Linked DNA regions of Mus musculus: regions 1 and 3 are each linked to region 2. A link is a contact called in public Hi-C data. All regions are on one chromosome and are shown on one strand. The core of a region is the stretch at or near the end of the contact, and the rest is flanking DNA. Distances in the headings are between cores, read along the strand shown.

The links. A called contact is a pair of places that touch in the nucleus more often than the background predicts.
Region 1: a Hi-C map of rod photoreceptor shows a contact between it and region 2, with 2.9 times the contacts expected there. The contact joins the enhancer-like site here to the promoter of Bst1 in region 2. A contact is called at or near these places in 5 of 39 promoter capture datasets (embryonic stem cells, hippocampal neurons, liver and 2 more), 1 of 484 Hi-C or Micro-C datasets (rod photoreceptor) and 2 of 9 other capture datasets (adipose tissue and liver).
Region 3: a Hi-C map of rod photoreceptor shows a contact between it and region 2, with 2.3 times the contacts expected there. The contact joins the enhancer-like site here to the promoter of Bst1 in region 2. A contact is called at or near these places in 7 of 39 promoter capture datasets (the 3T3-L1 cell line, 3T3-L1-derived adipocytes, the C10 cell line and 4 more), 3 of 484 Hi-C or Micro-C datasets (cortical neurons, large pre-B cells and rod photoreceptor), 2 of 115 datasets of contacts at active chromatin or transcription factors (CD8 T cells and effector CD8 T cells) and 3 of 9 other capture datasets (adipose tissue, liver and pancreatic islet).

What each region holds. Positions count from the first base shown.
Region 1 is chr5:44,078,055-44,082,405 of GRCm38.p6, forward strand. All of the region lies in intron 2 of Prom1 (prominin 1), which reads right to left. Among named protein-coding and RNA genes, the nearest start is that of Prom1, 22 kb to the right of the region's middle. Within about 2 kb of position 2,342, at least 22 of the 459 cell types and tissues checked have an H3K27ac peak or open chromatin away from gene starts, as enhancers often do. A contact at or near this core is called in rod photoreceptor, where this site is marked.
Region 2 is chr5:43,816,702-43,820,656 of GRCm38.p6, forward strand. Bst1 (bone marrow stromal cell antigen 1) reads left to right here and starts at 2,192. Exons shown (of 9, transcript NM_009763.3): 1 at 2,192-2,392; 2 at 3,777-3,903. The coding sequence starts at 2,226.
Region 3 is chr5:44,195,393-44,199,428 of GRCm38.p6, forward strand. All of the region lies in intron 3 of Tapt1 (transmembrane anterior posterior transformation 1), which reads right to left. Among named protein-coding and RNA genes, the nearest start is that of Tapt1, 29 kb to the right of the region's middle. Within about 2 kb of position 2,624, at least 13 of the 459 cell types and tissues checked have an H3K27ac peak or open chromatin away from gene starts, as enhancers often do. A contact at or near this core is called in rod photoreceptor, where this site is marked.

The DNA.
Region 1 (4,351 bases), core at 1,092-3,591, 260 kb after region 2:
ATACATACAGGGAGACCTGTGGGTAAATGTATTAACCTGATGAATTTAGATATCTGCATTTTTTTTTCTACATCATATCTTGATTTACATTCATTCTATCTAGGAATATGGTCTGATTCAAACTTTTTTCTACCAACAACACAGTAGTTTAGCAACAGCAGCCCAAATGTACACAGTTATCTACAGGTGAACATATACCCTTTCTTTCTTGTTTCCGTATATCGTATAGGAACATACACTTTCTATAAAATAGAAAGTCTACAGTAGGCAGGTCTGCTGCGCTTGTGATGAGTAACACTGCAAGCAAAAAATCAGCAGTGGGCTTCTGTAGCCAGCAATTCCACTGTATCCCAAGCAGCAGGAATTCATTTTGGACGGACACAGAAGACACTGCCTCTGTGTGCATAGTCCTCCCGAGACAAACATCCCTCACCCACACCCCCTCCCACTTCTGGTCCACTCTCCTGCTAGCTTGTCCTTTTAGCTTACATTGATAGTGTGGTCCTAAGTAAGCAAGTGTCCTGTCCCAGAGCCTTAGTAAAAGCCTCTGTAAAAGAAAGCAACCTTATGTTTATGATCTCCCTTGAACGACAATTTCCCTCACACCAAGTGGCCGAATTAGTGCCAATTCCCAGTGGCCAGGTGAGCCACAGAGTTCTATAGAAGGTTCTGCTGTTGCAGAAACATGAGTAAATTTTAAAAAAAATTAAAAAGAAAACATAACCCTTTCACAGACAAACCCCTCAAAAAGAGAAACTAAGAACTAAGAAGTGCCCGTCCCTCAACAGTTATCAGAAATCATGTCTTAACTATCAGTGCACACAGTTTATAGTTCACCTTACCACACTTCCTCAGGTCAGGGGTAGCATGAAGCATGACAGACCTTCTGATGAACTTGAAATCTTTCAAGACCATTGAAAATGACATCTCATGACTAGTAACCCTACTGGGGGCAAATATCTAAAGGGCAGAGAAAAGCTAAATGCAAGCATAACCCTAGTTGAGACGGGAATGAGTTCTGTTCATGCGCGTCAGTTTTCGTGCGATCCCCGGCTTGTCCTCTGAGATTCGGGAGAATACGAGTAAGGGGAGAGACACTTGCTGCTGGAGAATCTGCTTTGGGGTTCTGGGGTACTCTGTTTCTCCTAATTACATTCAACAGCTGGCCACTCTCAGAACAAACCACAGCTCCACCACCTGGACCCGCTTTACCTGCTACCCCAGCTCTGCAGGAAAATACCCACCACGAAGGGGATGCATGTGGACAGAAGGCTGGGCTCATGCCAAGGCCCCCAATGTCAGGAGGGAGCTTGCACAGTTTCTAGAAACTAAAAGGCAGGAGTGACTGCAGCCCAGACAGCCAGGACAGAACGGCTGGAGACCCTCAGCAGTGAGCCGAAGCCAGCATGGGGCTGGGGATAGGACTCACACAGCCAGCAATATGTTTACTGCACACTCAATAAATTCCAGCTCTCAATAAATACCATTCCAGGCCCTGGGGATACGGAACTATGAAGTTAAGTGAACAGGGTTAGTTGAACTCTTCCAGTAAGATGCTTTGATTCTGAGACATGAAATGGGCAAATACTGTACAGGCATTATCCTTTTTTGGAGGGGAAGGGATATGTTTCAAAACCCCCAGTGGATGCCTAACATTGCATATAGTTCCAAACCCTAGATAAACTGTTGTATTTTGTTTTTTTTTTTTACTACATGCAATCTAGTTATAAATTAGACATAGCGAGAGATGAACAGTAACAAATTATACAATTAGAACTATTATACATTGCTGAAATAAAACCACTAGTATACCTTCTCTTGTGTTTCAGGAATTATTTAGGAAAACAAGAGTTCCTTGACATAAGCAGTGTCCAGCACCACACCACTGAATGTGACAGCAGAGATAGGTAACAGGCAGGGAGCATATAGAACATGGAGCCTCTGGATAAGGAGATGGTTCACGACATGGACAGAATGGATCGGGAAGACAGAGATTTTATCACACTGCTCTGAACAACACACAACCTGAAAGTTTATGAATTGCTTATATCTGAAAGTTTCAATTAAAAATTTTAGATCATGGGTTACTGAACCCACAGAAGATAAAACCCCAGAGGAAGAGGGTACCCCTGGAATGTTGGAGTATATGAAATGAAGAAAAATGGAGAGCAGGGTGATGGTCTGAAGAGATAAAATCCAAACAAAGACTGGAGGGAAATGAGAGATAAGCCATCCAATAGAATGGTTCAAAAGGAAATACAGAGACACCAGAGGCAGGAGGATGCTCTAAGTTTCAGGAACAGTGGGGATGCCAGATGGCATAACCATCATAGTCTTTGTCCAGATGGCATAACCAGATGGCATAACCATCTTAGTCTTTGTCCTTGCTACATGTACTGAGGGCCCACCTAAGCTGGGATCCAGGTGAGTGACAGCCTCAGCTCAGGAAGACAGTTCTGCCGAAAAGAAGGGGACAGATCTGACACAAGATCTGACACAAGCTTCTTACACAGTTTCAGTTTCCATGTGATGAACAAGCCTGCAACAAGGAGCCTACAGCAAAAAGGAGCAGCCCTACTGCTGCTGTATTACGGACTCAGGAGTCTCCTACTTCCAAAGTCAGAGGAACTTGACTTGGCTTCAATGTCAGAAGCACGTAGTCACTTCTGCTCAGCTTTATTTTCCGGCACAAGGTGTATCTGGAGTGGCTCTTTAAAGAAATGCGAGACAGTGTCAGTAAGCCAGGAACATCACCCTCCACATGTCTCACTCAATTACCCTCCAGATGCTCATGTCCAAATCTCATTAGGCTGAGCTTCTGGGTCAGCCAATTCCTAAGAGGATATTAAAGCATACACAACCTCCTCTCCCCGCAACACCCAGACCATACAAAGAGAGCCTTTGACTCGATTAATATAACTGTCATATTTAATAAGTAAACATCCAACTGAGAAACTGTAAAGCCATGAACGGGAATTTTGAGATTCCTGCTAGAGAAAGATCAAATAGGAATAGACTTATCACATCATCTTTGAGATCCCAGTGTCAACTACCCATGTAGGCAGAAACTACCCCACCTCAGAGCACCCATTCATGTAAACCAACTGGAAAAGAAATACATGAAGAAAATCCCCAGTAGAAAGCCTTCCCCTGGTGGTTAAGGGGACAGACACTGCCCTCCAGTTTCCCAGCACCAGACACCTGGAACTACTCAGAGTAATTGGGTAAGAAAGACTAAAGACTGGAAAGAGGCCACTTTTGTTTTCTTGGCTTGTTTTCTTCTGAAACACACCCAGCAAGTGCTCAACAACATCCTAAGAGGACAAGCGTCACAGAGAATTACAAAGAACAGCAGGGAGAGACAATGCAAAGAGGGGCATGTGAGTCCACACATTGCTCATGGCTCAGGACAAAGCCTGTGTGTACTCCAGGACATGCTGTTGAAGATACCAACATTTTCAGATAAACAGACCCTACCAACTTTTTCACAACTTTTTAATAGGGTAAGAGTTCCTCAGATGGCACTAGTCATACTAGGCAAAAGGGATGATCAAAACCGAAATTATAAACTACTAGGAAAACAAAACCAACTTAATTGTAGTTGTTAAGAAATAAGAATCAGCCGGGCAGTGGTGGCGCATGCCTTTAATCCCAGTACTCGGCAGATCTCTGAGTTCGAGGCCAACCTGGTCTACAGAGTGAGTTCCAGGACAGCCAGGATTACACTGAGAAACTCTGTCTTGGGAAAAAAAATTAAGAAGAATCAGGCTGGAGAGTTGGCTCCATTAAAAGCGTTGACTGCTCTTCCAGAGGTCTTGTGTTCAATTCCCAACAACCACATGGTGGCTTGCAACCATCTGTAATGGGATCTGATGCCCTCTTTTGGTGAAGTCAGCTACAGTATACTCATATACATTAAATAAATAAATACATAAATAAATAAATAAATAAATAAGGAAATAAGAATCAAGTTTAAAGAGATACAATTCAAAAGTTGTACCAGTGGGTGGAACTGACTGGGAAGGACTAGGAGGTGTGGCTTTGTTGGAGGAGGTGTGTCAATAGGGATGGACCTTTTCATTTCAAAAGGTTTGTGCCATTCCTAGTGCTTTATTCTTTGCCTCCTGCTTGTGATCACATGTGAGCTCTCAGCTGTTTTTGCTGCCGTGAATTTGCTTCACCACCATGGACTCTAACCCTCTGGAACTATAAGCCCAACTATATGCTTTCTTCTACAAGTTGTCGTGACCATGGTATTTTATTACAGCATTAAAAACGGAACTAAGACAGAAGTGAATTTAAGACCAGCCTGGAAGACACTATCTCATAATATTAAATTTTTTAAAAAGAC
Region 2 (3,955 bases), core at 942-3,441:
TGGAGAATACTGTTCCTAATTTGGTAGCTTCAACTTCAGTTGAGTCACATTTCAGAAAGGAAAAAGTGAGCTTAAAGCATAATAATGAAGATTACTTAAAATATGGCTTTATCAAATGTGCAGAGCCCTTTGGAAATGAAAGACATCCAAGTATCGTTTGTAATAATATTCTTGCAAATAAAAGCTTAAAACCTTCCAAAATAAAGGGGTGCTCAGAAACTTAGAATGATGTAGTTAATGGTGAGACAATTGAATGTTTTCAAAGAAAGAAAAAAGACATAAAACTATCAACGTGGTTGTCCTTCTTTTGATAGGAAGGAGTCCTGAGTGTCTTACACAGATGGTGAAGGAATTGTCCCAGCTTATTTGATTCTGGTGTGGACAATTTCTAGTGATGAGTCAGCAGAGAAGCTGAAAATGAAACTTAGGAATAACACAGTAGCTCTTCTAATCTGTAGTATTGCAGAACCATTAGAAATGTTGCTTATTATTCAGTTATAACCCAGGATAGATTTTGCAATCCAGCATGATAAAAAATACCCATGAGGGGAGCCACACAACACTATTAAAGTTTATGTAAAATGTGTGTGTGGAGAAGATTTTATGGAAGATATTTTTGCTTTTTAAATTTAACCTCACATCTGAGTCTTTATATAATTTTAAAGAATTAGAAAAGCATATATATGGTCAATATCAAATAAGCTGGAAAGTTACAAATGATCACAAGAGATGGAGCAGCAAGTTCCACTGAGAACACAGAGGTGAGCTAACACTACGCTAGAAATGGCTAGCAACACACTTGCAGTTTCTGTGTCATCTGCTGAGTTGCTTTCCCGTCCAGAGAAATTCCACAGGTTGTCACAGAAGTATAGAAAGCGCAGTGAAAAGTTTCCCTTTGACAAGGAAGCCCACTGAGTAGCTGATCTCTTGAAACATTTGATTCAGATATTGGAATTACTCATACTGACCTGCTCTAGCACAACACAGTATGTTGGGTTTTCCCAAAAGAAAGTAGTTGGCGGGGCTTAGGAATTCAGGAAAGAAATTCACATTTTCCTCACAGGAAAAAAAAATCTCACTTAGGAAATTGTTTTTGAAAATGATCTTTGTGTAACAATCTTGGCATATTATAGTGATTGGTTTTTTGGGGGTTTTGGGGACTTTTGGGGTTGCTGTTTATTTACTTTTTTTGGCAATTTCTTTTTTAAAGAAAGATTTTTTTATTTACATTTCAAATATTATCCCCTTTCCTGGTTTCCCCTCTGAAAATTCCCTCTCCCCTCTCCCCTCCCCCTGCTCCCTAACCCTCTCACTCCCATTCCTGGTCCTGATATTCCCTTATACTGGGGCATAGAGCCTTCACTACCATGCAAGGCAATCATCACAGAACTCCAGAATATGAGTGTAAACATCTCTAATGGGTATTTTGGCTTCATTGGAGTTATCCTTTGGTCTTCAAAAATTCACATCCATCCTACATGATAAATTCCTTTACCTAACCTACCGTCCCCTACAATTATGAACTTATTTTAGTATCAATTCAAGTCCCCAAATCTCACATCTAAACTGCCTAAATTACAAAGGAGTGTAGCTCTGACCGTACTGTATTCTCAGACAAAGTTATCTGTGAGCACTTGGAAAACTAGAAAACAAGCCCTGTGCTCCAGAATCCATGGGGCAGGTGTAAGTGATGCCTGTGGACGATGTCCCTCACAAAGGAAGAAAAGGAAAGACAAAACAGGCACCAGTCAGTCACATCCAGAGTCCACCCAGACAAACTCCCTAAGAGTCAACTTAGGAATGGCATGTGATTCTTGTCTGTGCCCTTGTGCCTTCGGCTTTTCTCAAAGCCATCAATTTTCACTAAGGGTAGCACATGTCTCTCCTGGAAAGACTGTGTGAACCAGGACAGAATTTAAGTTTGCTTAGGGCTCACATGGTAACAGATTTCTATAGAGGTGTGTGTGTGTGTGTGTGTGTGTGTGTGCGCGCGCGCGCTTCAAATTCCCATTCCCTTTGGGGTCCCTCCACGAGGCGTCTTTTGCCAGGCAATGCCCTAAGTTTAATTTCTGTCGTAATGGAAGAGGAAAGAGGATGGGAGGTGGGCTGGCTTGGCATCTGGATGAGTCCTGCCAAAGCTCAGCTAAGGGGAACCGCCTCCTCAGTGGAAGAGGAACTGGGAGGAGTCCAAGAGGCCACGGGCTAGAGGAATCAAAGTCTTCTTGATGGCTGTCCAGGGAGGCCTGTTGTCTCTGTGGCTGTGGCTATGGCTGTCCTTGCTGACAGTGCTTCTGGGGGCAAGAGCGCGGTGGACAGGGGAGGGTACCACTCCTCACCTCCAGAGCATCTTCCTGGGCCGCTGCGCAGAGTACACCACGCTGCTGAGCCTGGGGTAAGTGCTAAGCCAGACAGTGAAAAGGCAGAAGGGTGGGGTGAGGTGAGGGCTTTGGAAAGTCAGGTGGAGGGACTAGCGGGACTCCATGCAGGTGATGTGTATGTAGGTGATTCTTAGGGACAAGATCCCCTGTGCAGGGGATTTCCAGACCCGGGAGGAAACTGCTAAGGCTGCCCCTGTGGGTGTAGAGGTGAGGAGAAAGCTGTAATGCGACACCAGTCTAGAGGTGAATTTGAGTGAAAGAGCCTTGCCTACTATCAACAACTGCCAGTTTGGGTATTTTGAGCACCACTTGGGAATTAGCTCCCCTTGTCCCATCTAGAGGATTCTGGTTCCCCCTACCTTGTGCACACTGTGTTTCCTATTGAAATAATTTCCTTCTCTGGATCTGCTTTTTTGTGTTGTTACACCACTCTTTCTCATGCCAGTTGTTTTTAATTGGGATGCAGCTCAATAAAATAAAATGAGAGAATAACATAAGAAGTCAGGTTGGTCATTGTCACCAAAGGTAGGACAACATGACCATTGCTATAGAACGTGATTTTGAAAGGCGTCCTGGACCTCAGGAGTGAAAACTGGCCCCAGAAGCCACTCTGACTCAGTAGAGGAAACTGCTCCCAACACTTGGCATCCACTCCTATCTTCCCAAGTCTTGCCTCCTGACTTGACCTCAGTGGGCCCAGAGACTCGCCCTCTAATGAACCTGAACAAGGAGCTCCACTCTTGTGTCTTAATGAATAGGCGAAAGCCAGAGGTGTGGTTCAGTGCTAGAACAGTTGACTACATGATACATGTGCAGTACCTCCACCACAGACAGAGGGGGGGGAAGGGGGAGGGGAGGGGAAGGGGGAGGGGGAGGGAGAGGGGGACGGAGAGGGAGGGGGGAGGGAGAGGGAGAAGGAGAGTTCTGAAAACCAGAAGTTTCCTGGTTTATTGACATTGAAATTGTCACTTTCTAGCATCACTTTTATCTGTGGCCTTGTCTGCTTCTGTCATAAGTCTGGAGGTGGGGATGGGGTAGGGGACTGCTTTCCTTAAACTGGAGAACTCTGTTTTGTTGTGTGCACAGAATGTGTGTGTGTGTGTGTGTGTGTGTGTGTGTGTGTGTGTGTGTATGTGTGTGTGTTGTGCCTGTGCCCACAGAGAGGAAGACAGCCTACTCTATCATTTTCTGTCTTAGTCTGGAAGCTAGAGTTAGGCTAGTGGCCAGCAAGTCCCAGTCATCTTCCTGTTTCCACCTAATACAATGCTGGGGTTAGAGGCACCGGCAGCCATATGGGCAGGGTTGGTGGGTGATGAACTCAGGTCCTCTTGCCTATGGCACAAGCGGCCTTACCCTCCGAACTGCGTCTCCAGTTCTGACCGGCACTTTTTTGTACAGGAACAAAAACTGCACAGCCATCTGGGAGGCCTTCAAGGGGGTGCTGGACAAGGACCCCTGCTCTGTGCTCCCCTCAGACTATGATCTCTTCATTAACCTCTCCAGGCACCCCATTCCTAGGGACAAGGTAAGGACAGATCCTTCAGCTATGGACCAAAGTGTCATTTTTACATCTATGC
Region 3 (4,036 bases), core at 1,374-3,873, 380 kb after region 2:
TGCACTGGTGAGAAAGAGAACCCAGTATAATCTGATGTCAATTTACCTCAGTTGGTTCTGGGTGTAAATACTGCTGAGGGCCTTGCTAATGTTAGCCAAGCACTCTGCCATTGAATCATACATCCATTTAAAATAATTAAAAAAAAAATTTGAGCCAAGTCTTATTCATGCTCTGAGAAGGCCCTGAGGTTGCAATCTCCTTGCCCAGCCTCCCAAACAGCGTGGAACACAGGCTTGTGCTACCAGGTCTAACTCTGAAAGACTCTTTCACGCATTCAAGATTTATTTAAGCTGGACGTGGTGGCGCACGCCTTTAATCCCAGCACTTGGGAGGCAGAGGCAGGCGGATTTCTGAGTTCGAGGCCAATCTGGTCTATAGAGTGAGTTCCAGGACAGCCAGGGCTATACAGAGAAACCCTGTCTCGAAAAATCAGAAAAAAAAAAAAAAAAAAAAAAAGATTTAAATTTCCAATGAGTCCTTTCCTCATATCTTCTTCTCCTCCTCCTCTCTTTTTTTCTTCCTTCCTTCCTTCCTTCCTTCCTTCCTTCCTTCCTTCCTTCCTTCCTTCCTTCCTTCCTTCCTTCCTGAGGTGGGTTAGTGGTTTGTGGGATAACTCCTTTTCTGTAGAAGTTTGTTCTTTGAAACATTACTTAAATTTTTCAGAATTAAAAAATTAGTTGATTCTTCTTTCTGAGAGTATAGCATAAAAACTGAAGCCTAAGTCAGGGATGGAAGCAATAAGATGGAGAAAACAAACAGAAAAGAAGAACTTTAGGATTCCCTTTTATTGGACATGACATTTGCATGACAAGAACGAATACGCTGGAGTCTACAGCAGGCCTATTCCTCAATGATACAGTGACAAGGTGCAGATCCCTGCTCAGGCTTCTGTTTTGGCAGGTTTTTACTTATACACTCAACTGTTAGGAGTGGGAGCTTCCGTTAGGAGCTATGGCCTCTTTATCTTTACCAGCAGTGACTACTTCAAGCTGTGGTGTGGGCTGAACTCATTTGCTACTGTGTCCCTGGCCTCAGAGCCACACACACACCTACCTCTTAGGAGTTTCTTGGCTATTTAGTCTGTTCAGCTCCTTCTCAGCCTGTCCACAAGAGCATAATGTGTACGTTTTTTAAACTGTTCCTGTAACTAGGCTGTGGGACCAGCTCTGAGAGTAGCTGTCACAGGCTGCATTCTTGCTTTCTACAGGTTATTAGTAAGTTTGATACATCCATTTGGACTCAATATGGGATACTGCAAGTCTGAAAAGAGACACATTCAGAAAGGGTGATAGTAGGTGGGAAGTTAGGCTGGTAAGATGGCTCAGCAGTTAAGAGCACTAACTGCTCTTCCGAAGGTCCTGAGTTCAAATCCCAGCAACCACATGGTAGCTCACAACCACCTGTAATGAGATCTGATGTCCTCTTCTGGTGTGTCTGAAGGCAGCTACAGCTATTATTACTTACATATAATAATAAATAAATCTTTGGGCTGGAGCAAGTAGGGACTGAGCAAGCAGAGTTGACCAGAACGAGCAGAGGTCCAAAATTCAATTCCCAAAACCACATGAAGGCTCACAACCATCTGTACAGCTATAGTGTTCTCATATACATAAAATAAATAAATAAATAAATAAATAAATCTTAAAAAAAAAAAAAAAAAGCAGGTGGGAAGCCATGTAGTGAGCTTATCAAGACAGGCCTGGCTTTGCTAGTCAGATCCCAAGCCCTCCAAAAGATGTGGGATGCTGATTGCTTTTTCTTTGCAGCTCAAGCTAGAGCTTTGAGCTGAAGTGCACCTAGCACTACCTCCATCATTACTTTCTTCCTGATTTTCCATGGAAAGCAGGGTACATTTTTTTTCTTTCCTTCCCTCACACCCAGCTGAGATCACACTTCCCTGCCAAGGGCTAACTGATGATCGAGGAGACTTCATGCCCTATACTCTATATGAGGCTGGGACTGGGAACAGTGGTTCTTCTGTCAAGAGCAAACATTTCTAATTTAGATATCAAGAGGAGAAACGCTAGAAGGTCCTGCATCCCTGGACTATAGACGGGCATTATCCCACTGATAGCCAGGGAGCACAATGAAAGGCATCAATGCAGGCATGGCTGTTTACAAACACTGACTGTCAAAACCTCCAAACTCATATATAACCTATCATATGGAAAATTATTATGTTAAGAAACAAACATACCTCTCACTTTATTAATTTTTAAAATACACAGTGGAAAACAGAACAAATGTACTTGCTCTGGGTCCTCAGCTCTCTATCACTGCCTTAACATCTTACTGTCTGCTACAGCAGTTACAGGTTTTCAGAGTGGAGGACTACTATTCCAACACAACATAAAACTTGTTTTACAACGTCTATAAAACAAGGATTTTCTTTCCACATGTGCCCATTAATAAAAAAGGAAAGCAGCAAAACCAAAACAACACACCCTCCCCTTCCCGAGTAGCATTGTACACAGTGCTTATTTGTATCGCAGCTTCTCCAAGATCTAACCACAAGTGAGTTTGCCTAATTAAAACGACGTGAACCAACCACAGCACTTGCCCCTATTCTGTAGGGTATTTTTAGATGACTATCAGTAATCACTACAAACTCCATAAGAAGCTTATCTACAGTGCTGCCAACCAACCCAGAGCGACACCTAGATAATCTTTCAGGCTCAAGTCCTAGGTATGATGTCTGTTAAAGAGCCAATTATAGGCAGTTCCTTTAGTAAATGCTGGAGATCTCAAGAGAATGCTGGACAAAATAACAAACCAACCAACCAGCCAACCAACCAAAGCAACCAACCAACCAAATAAACAACAACAACAACAAAAACCCACATTAGTCTAACCTAGTTTAGACTAATAGTTTTATTACATGCCACTCAAGATAAGATTAAATAAGACATTCAATAGAACTTCCAATAAAAATAAGACATTTAACACAACTTAAAAGATATTCAAGTTAAAAATATCTATATAGAAGCAGACTCTCTACATTTCTAAATTTTACCTTTTAACCCCTACAAATACTTCTACTATACTTTCATAGTAATTACAAATGATAATTTCATGTCATATGTCTTACTATTATACATCTCTGAGCTGTTTAAAGTGCTCATAGAGTCATGCAAGTAGAACTATGCAGCAGAGAAAGATGCTCCCTGTGAGGCGTCCCCACGCCTTGATACTCTACTGATAAAAAGAAGTGGGACTGGCAAGATCAAGAAGGAAGAGGAGGCAACAATGGCAAGCAGAGCCCTCCTGCCAGTTCATTTCAAGCCATGGACGGAGGCCAGGAGTGAGCATGCCTCATTTCACTGAAAAGTATGTATAACTGAGGGCTGGAGGGGACACGTACATACTATTGAAAGTTTGAAAATGTGTATTTCATGTGGTTCATATTTTTAAGAGAAGTCCCTTTATGGTCTTAAGTTAACTGGAACAAAGGATTAGGACCAAGATGCTTTCCTGAACTGAGAAACTCATCATTTAAGTCTGACACTGAGTAAAAAATAATCACTTAATACTTTTCACTCGATTGCTAACACCTTCTTTTGTACATTAAATTAATTAATTAGAATGAAGTGGCTGATTTATGAAGCGCCATTTATGTTTGGAATAACACAAAGTAAACAGTGGTTCTAGGAACAAGTGAGCTGGGCTTAGCCCTAAGGTGAGGACTGAGGTGTCATTAGAGAATATCTCATGGTGACTTTCATGGTGACAGTGTGGTCAAACACTGGAATAGACATGGATAAGGCTTAAGACCAAGTGAGGATGCTACTGAAGGCTGGGCGGCACATCTTCCTCAGTTTGTCCCATCCTCAAATGGTTATGTGGCTATGCTGGTGCCTATGCTTTGGTACTGAGGTCAATCTGGCCAAGAGTATAAAAGGAAAAATCAGGGTTTACTCACCACAAGGAGTCCCTGTGCCACCACACTCCATCCTATAAAGGAAGTGAAAGTGCTCCTCCCTTCGGTCTGATTTACAAGAGAGAAAGAAAGAAAGAAGGTTGGAATGTTGCTACGCT